Linked DNA regions of Hordeum vulgare: region 2 is linked to region 1. Evidence: chromatin contacts called from public Hi-C data. All regions are on one chromosome and are shown on one strand. Each heading gives the region's core, a stretch centred on a gene start, on an enhancer-like site or on the middle of the called end of the contact. The rest is flanking DNA. Distances are from core to core; before and after follow the strand shown.

Evidence for each region. Hi-C and Micro-C count contacts between places; a contact is called where the count stands out from the background.
Region 2: a contact with region 1 is called in a Hi-C map of leaf, with 2.8 times the contacts expected there. The contact joins the promoter of LOC123439396 here to the promoter of LOC123442743 in region 1. A contact is called at or near these places in 2 of 6 Hi-C or Micro-C datasets (leaf and seedling).

Annotation. Positions count from the first base shown.
Region 1 is chr3H:28,019,877-28,022,934 of MorexV3_pseudomolecules_assembly, reverse strand. LOC123442743 reads left to right here and starts at 1,657. Exons shown (of 4, transcript XM_045118873.1): 1 at 1,657-2,402. The coding sequence starts at 1,822.
Region 2 is chr3H:28,366,193-28,369,533 of MorexV3_pseudomolecules_assembly, reverse strand. It overlaps LOC123439396 (non-specific phospholipase C6-like), which reads right to left and starts at 2,011. Exons shown (of 3, transcript XM_045116113.1): 1 at 464-2,011; 2 at 1-247. The coding sequence starts at 1,760.

The DNA.
Region 1 (3,058 bases), core at 408-2,907:
GGCCTCCAATTCACCTACATAACGACAAGTCACTCGACCATCCATGAAAAATTTCCAGACAATTTGCGAAAGCATTTACCTGTTCATAAGTCACATGTCTAGCTCGCTTATGTATGCCTTATACCGCCACATAGCTGCGATACTCGTCCATTGGACATTAGCCCATGTGTGTGCGATAGTGGGGTACCGCTCCTCATCTCCGTCAAACGGGTACATCCAAGGTTCTTCCGGAGGAAGGTTGAGGTTACGACCAACAGGCATACGCTCCCACATCCAAACCTGTAGGTCCCAAACAAAACCCCCAAGAGTGGACGTCGGCTTGCTCCTCATACATGCTCCATCCAATTGCCTATTGCCAATAATATGAAGTACACCTATTAACCATCACAAAATATATTTTACTTCAAAACATACGTTACACCTAGTGCAAAAAAAAGCTACACAAATACAAAGTCATTGCAAAAACTAATTGGAGGGATTGGAGGAGCTTACCGGCCTCTTCGATTTGCCCTAAAGAACCAATAAAATGGTTGAGGGAGGAGGGAGATCGAAGAGGGGGATCTGGAGGAGGAGAGTCTCTTTTTTCGTCAAAGAACGAACGAGACAAGAGGAGAAAGGGGGGTTGGTGGCCGACGGGGTCGGGCCGGCAGATTATAAAGCCAAGAAACGACAGGGTGCCTGGCGTTGCACCTAAGGCCGGCAACGCCACAGGGGCTGGCGTTTCCCACGGCCAGCAACGCCACAGTAGACAGGTGTTTCGCACATGGCCAGCAACGCCACAGTAGAGTGGCGTTTCCATGAAGATCTGCAACGCCACGGTTTATGGCGTTTCAAAAGGGTCAAGACGTGAAAATGTTTCCGAACGAGTTCGTTCCGTGATTAATTTACGACCCGTGGGTCAGAACAGTGAAAAAAACCTAAGTAAAATAGGGCACACCTGCAACTGCCATGGACTCAATGTTTCCTCCTTGCCATCTCCTTCTTAGGTTAGGGGCAGGAGTCACCTACTTCCAGAGATGCTTTCGAGGCAAAGAACATGAGAAAGATAAAAAAAGGAATATGTGAAGGCGACATGCGACACAACGATCCACATGTGGGGTCATGCCAGCGAAAAGGCATTCATTGACTCATAGCCAAGAGCAACGGCACCAAAACACGCTAAGGCTCTTAGAGCCGTCCATTTCTACTACCATAGCGAGTAATGAATACATGCATTGGTTGAGTTACTTCTACGGGTGGGATCACGACAAGAAAAAATTGTCCAACGATGATAGATGACGACATCGAAACACTTAGCTTGGACTCGCCGAACGGCCCAATTCCATCAAGCCTAGAAAATGAAAATGAAGAGATGTTTATTAAGTTATTCTGGATCTATTCAGAGAAAGAACCTTACATTTTTGGTTCCTCATAAACCTTTGTTGATCTATCCAGAAAAAGAACCTAACATTCTTTGTTCTTCATAAATCTTGGCCACGGCTCATAAACATGGAATGGAATTAAGTCCCTCCATCCCATTCTTTTCACTATAGGAAAGAAACGAAGACTTTCCATGGCAACAGCCCGCCAACGCCAGCCAGCCAGCGGCAACCAACGGTAACATCGGCCGCAGTGCACTGCTATAAACCACTCGTCTCTTTCCTCCCTCCGCCCGCCACGACTCCACCCCCACCCCCACCCCCACCTACCCACCTCCCTCCCCCTTCAACGGCTACCAGAAAAACGCCGGAAAAGAAAAGAAAAAGAAAGGGAAAGCGGGGGCGGAGACAGACGACAAGCCCGAGGCAGGCGCCAGCGACCGAACCCTAGCTGCCAGCCAGGATGGGCAAGCTCCTCTGCGACTCCTCCTCCGGCGGCGGCGCCGTCGCCGTCGCCGAGGCCCTCCCGCCCTCCCCCGCCCCGCCCTCGCCGCCGCAGCTCCTCACCTGGACCGCCCCGGACCCCGCCCCCGCCCCGGCCGGCTGGTCCGCCGTCTGGGCGCTCGACGACCAGCAGCGCCGCCGCCTGCTCCGGATCTGGGACCGCGGCGTCGCCTGGAAGCCGCCCCGCCAGGGGGCCGACGGCCCGGAGGCCCCGCCCGTCGTCTTCCGCCTCGACCACGGCGGGGAGGTCGAGTCCGACGGCAACTGCCTCTTCACCGCCGCTCGGAGGGCCGCCGCCGCCAAGCCCGAGGCGCGCGAGCTCCGGCACCGCGCCGTGCGCCGGTTCGCCGACGTCTACGCCGCGGCCGGGGCCGACGACAGGGGCGCCATGGACGCCGCCGTGCGCCACCTCTACGCGCCGGATCTCAAGGCCGGCTGGGGCGTCCACGTCGTGCAGGAGGTCAAGCTGCTCGCGCCCAAGGCCGACCGCGACTCCCTCGACGCCGCCGTCCAGGAGCTCGTCGGAATCGGCATCCAAAGGTACCGTCACCGCCCCGCCAATCCCGGATCTACTCCTCCCGCCCGCGCTTGAATCTACTCCGTATTTGCCACCATGCGTGCCGGGATCTCAGAAAGGCCTCGCTTTCTCCTTCAAAGAATCCGTCTTTCCTTGCAGTGCCAAGAATCACGCGGAAGAATTCGTCTCTCTTTCTTCCGTTGATCCGATCCCCTTTGCTGTCCAAGAAAGAAGTCTAGTCATTTATGTCTATTTATTTACATCTAGACCTTGCGTTTCTTGGTTCTTTCTTATGTCAATTCGCTTAGAAACACCAATTGATGCAATTCCAATGCATCATGAAGCTGCAAGAACCGCTTCACATGGTGTGTTAGTATTCTACCCCGCATAAATTGGTCAACGGAGGAATCTTGGTTTTACTGTTGCCACCAAGTAGATTATAGATATCCAGCCTGTTGATTATTCTGTAGTGCATTATTTGGCACAGTATCAAGTAGGCTATTGATCTCCAGCCTGTTAATTATGCTCTAGTACATTATTTGGTATGGTACCATTTATGCTACTTGCCTGACAATGGCACACTTGTGGTACATCTCAATTACAGAATATCATGTTGATTTACAGTGCTAAAATAGGCTTTCTGTACCTTTTTGCAGTTGTGACAACCCACAGAGGTTGG
Region 2 (3,341 bases), core at 762-3,261, 350 kb before region 1:
GCAGACTCATTTGCACCTAACCGTCTGGCCTGCCTGCTTGCGTGCAGAAAACCTTTGATGGCTCGTCTCACATACGTGTCGGCCTGCTTCACGGTCATCTTTTTCTGCGTCTCCTGAGCAAAACTCGTCAACATGTAGTCGCCGTTCAAGAAGCTTGCTAATTCAACGAGCTCACGCTGGAAATCTGAGAGAATTCCATGTTCTTTCGCTGGTGTTGTTCTCTCAAATGGCACTTCTGGCAAAGTCTCTGTAAGGATAACAAGAACAGAGTTTGTTCATTTCATACTGTGTAACCTTTAAATTAAGTAGACAGGATCCAAATTAAGTGCAATGCGACTATAATTATGCTAAATTAAGTGAAATGTGACTATAATTCTGCTAAATTAAGTGAACTCTGACCATAATCCTGCAAAATTCCCCATTGTGTTCATGTGATAGATTCTCAGTACTAGTGTTGTAGTACCTGGGCAATCTGTCCTTGGTTGGTCGAGTTGGGTGAAGATGTGCTCAAATGTGCCCGCCCATTCGTCTCTTTTGGTGAGGAAATCAGATCTGAGGTTGAAGATCTTCTTGATGGTCGCCGGGATGGAGGAGTGCTCGTACTCGGATGTGGCCGTCGGTCCGTTCGGCGGCCGCCCCACCACCATCCCCTTCTTGATCCACGGCGACACCATCATTGTCGGCACCCTGACCCCGAGCCGGTCGAACTTGAAGAAGAATGGCACTGGCCCCCTGAGGCCGTCGGGGCTGGGCACGCCGGCGACGGGCGTGGCGACGTGGTCGTAGAAGCCGCCGTGCTCGTCGTAGGTGACGATGAGCAGGGTGTCGTTCCACTGCGGGCTGGCCCGCAGCGTCTCGTAGACGTCCTTGACGAGCCTCTGGCCGTTGGCGACGTCGTGGGCCGGGTGGTCGTCGTCGGCGGGGGTGCCGGTGAGGTCGAAGTACCTGGGCTCGATGACGGACAGCGCCGGCAGCCGCCCCCTCCGGGCGTGGTCCCTGAATGCGGAGTCGTAGAAGTGGAAGCTCTGTGCGGCGGCGCGCACGGTGCGGAGGTTGCGGTAGAAGAGGGTGGTGGGGATGGTCTTGAAGTAGACGTTGAAGCGGCGGCCGTCGGCGGCGAGGGAGTCGAAGATGGTGCGCTGCGGGTAGCCGCGGAGGAGGTTCCACTTGTCGTGGGCGACGGCGCCGTGGGAGGTGGCGGAGTAGAGGAAGAGGCGGTTGGGCTGCGTGGGGCCCGGCAGGGAGGAGAACCAGCGGTCGAAGACGGCGAAGTCGGCGGCGAGCGCGGAGAAGGCCGGGAGGAGGGACGGGGTGAAGCCCCGCATGACGGCGGAGGAGAGCAGGGAGTTGACGGAGAGCGCGGAGCGCACGAAGCCCGACATGGTCGGGGGAGCCGGCTGGTCGGCGGCGGTGGAGTTGGGGCGGAACCCGAAGACCTGGTCCAGCACGTCCTCGAAGGAGTGGCCGGGGTCGTCGGGGACGACGAGGGTGGCGTCGGCGGAGACGCAGACGGGCGGGAGGGTGGAGTTGGTGGGGCCGACGTTGCACTCGGCGCCGGTGAGGCCGTCGATGGGGAGGCCGAGCAGGCGGCGCATCCAGCCCAGCATGTGGTCGAACGACCGGTTCTCCAGCGCCAGCACCACCACGTTCTTGATCGGGCTTGCTTCTCTAGGGCCGGCGCTGGCATTGCCGGCGGCGGCGAAGGCGAGCGGCAGGAGCAGCAGCAGCAGCAGCGCCCGCATTCCCATCGGCGGCGGCATTGCCGTGGCGGTTCCGGTGAGTGAGTGAGTGAGGGAGTGGACGAGCGGTGCCGGAGAGGAAGGGAAGTTGGGCTGGCCTGGCTTCTTTCGGCGGTATCCGGTCCAGTTCGGACTAGAATATTTATTTTAATCTTTCGGGCCCATGTACAGTTGGGCCCTGCGCATTCCCGTGCTACATGTAACAAGTTGTGGCGCGCGACCGTGTCAGTAAGTAGTCGGCCGTTCATCTCGTGTGGCAGTTTCTCAAAATAATAATAATAGTAATAAAAAATCTCGTTCAATGAAGATCTTTCTCCCGCGAAAAATGTGCCACACGACCTGACCGCCAACATCCCCTTCATACCCTTCCTCACCAATGATGTAAATTAATCATGCAACAGAACCAACTGCCCTTTTCATACCTCAGTTCGTGCGGACGTCAGCGCGCAATGCTTTGATTCATGCAGGGATGGTGGCGATGGAGGAGGAATAGACAATGCAAGCGATGAGCGAATGATATAGTAAAATGGTGTAAAATGTTAATCTATGATATTCTGCACTATAAAAATAATACTAGTATATGATAGTAGTTTCATATGCATGGTAATAAACGTAATACTGTATGATTCTTTTCACTTAAGAGGAGTGTAAAATGTTAAATCTATGATATTCTGTATTATGAAATTAATATCATATGCTAGTAGTTTCATATGCATGATAACACTGTATAATACTCTTTCTTTAAGAGGAGTGTAAAGTGTTAATCTATGATACTCTGCATCAGTGGCGGAGTCAGGAATGAAATGGAGGGTGTGCATACCTAAAATTTTTTCCTACCTAATCCAAGTGTCACACAAAAGTTGGCAACAATATAATACATATAGCTCAAAAGTCAGACAACATTATAGTTCCCACATGTAGCACATTTGCAACGTTGCAAATACAAAGTCTTACATGGATACAAATATGTAGCAAACTACTACACTAAGTAACTCTACGACGTTCCTTTGCCATGAAAGCTTCAACTATGTCGTCCTCGCTTACTTTCAAGAACACATCTCGTTCAATGAATGCCACTAAGCAATCATTCAGGAGATCATCACTCATACTATTTCTCAACTTATTTTTCACTAGATTCATTGCCGAGAATACTCTTTCAACACTCGCTATGGCGACCGGTAAGATCAATACCAATTTGATAAGCATGTAGACCAAATCATAGAGAACATGTTTGTTTGTACAAACAAGCATAACAGACACAAAGCAATACGCCGCTTCCTTTGAGACACTATATTCTAGCCAACTATACTTTTCAAACCAAACAAAACTAAAGTGTCGGTTTTTACCATAGATTTTCCTGACTTCAAAAGCATGTCCATATGGACGACATGTTGTCTTTGCAATATATCTTCTCCGAACACTATCTTGATCATTAAAATCATACTCTGAAATAGGAGTTCTTTTCGCTGGATCACCTGAAAAGACATGTGCACTTGGTTGTTGAGGTGATGGAAGACTTGGCGTTGCCTCTTCGATTTCAGTATCCGAATGGATAGGAGATGGGGAATTAGGACACCCCGCATTTTCAATATCTTCAGTGTG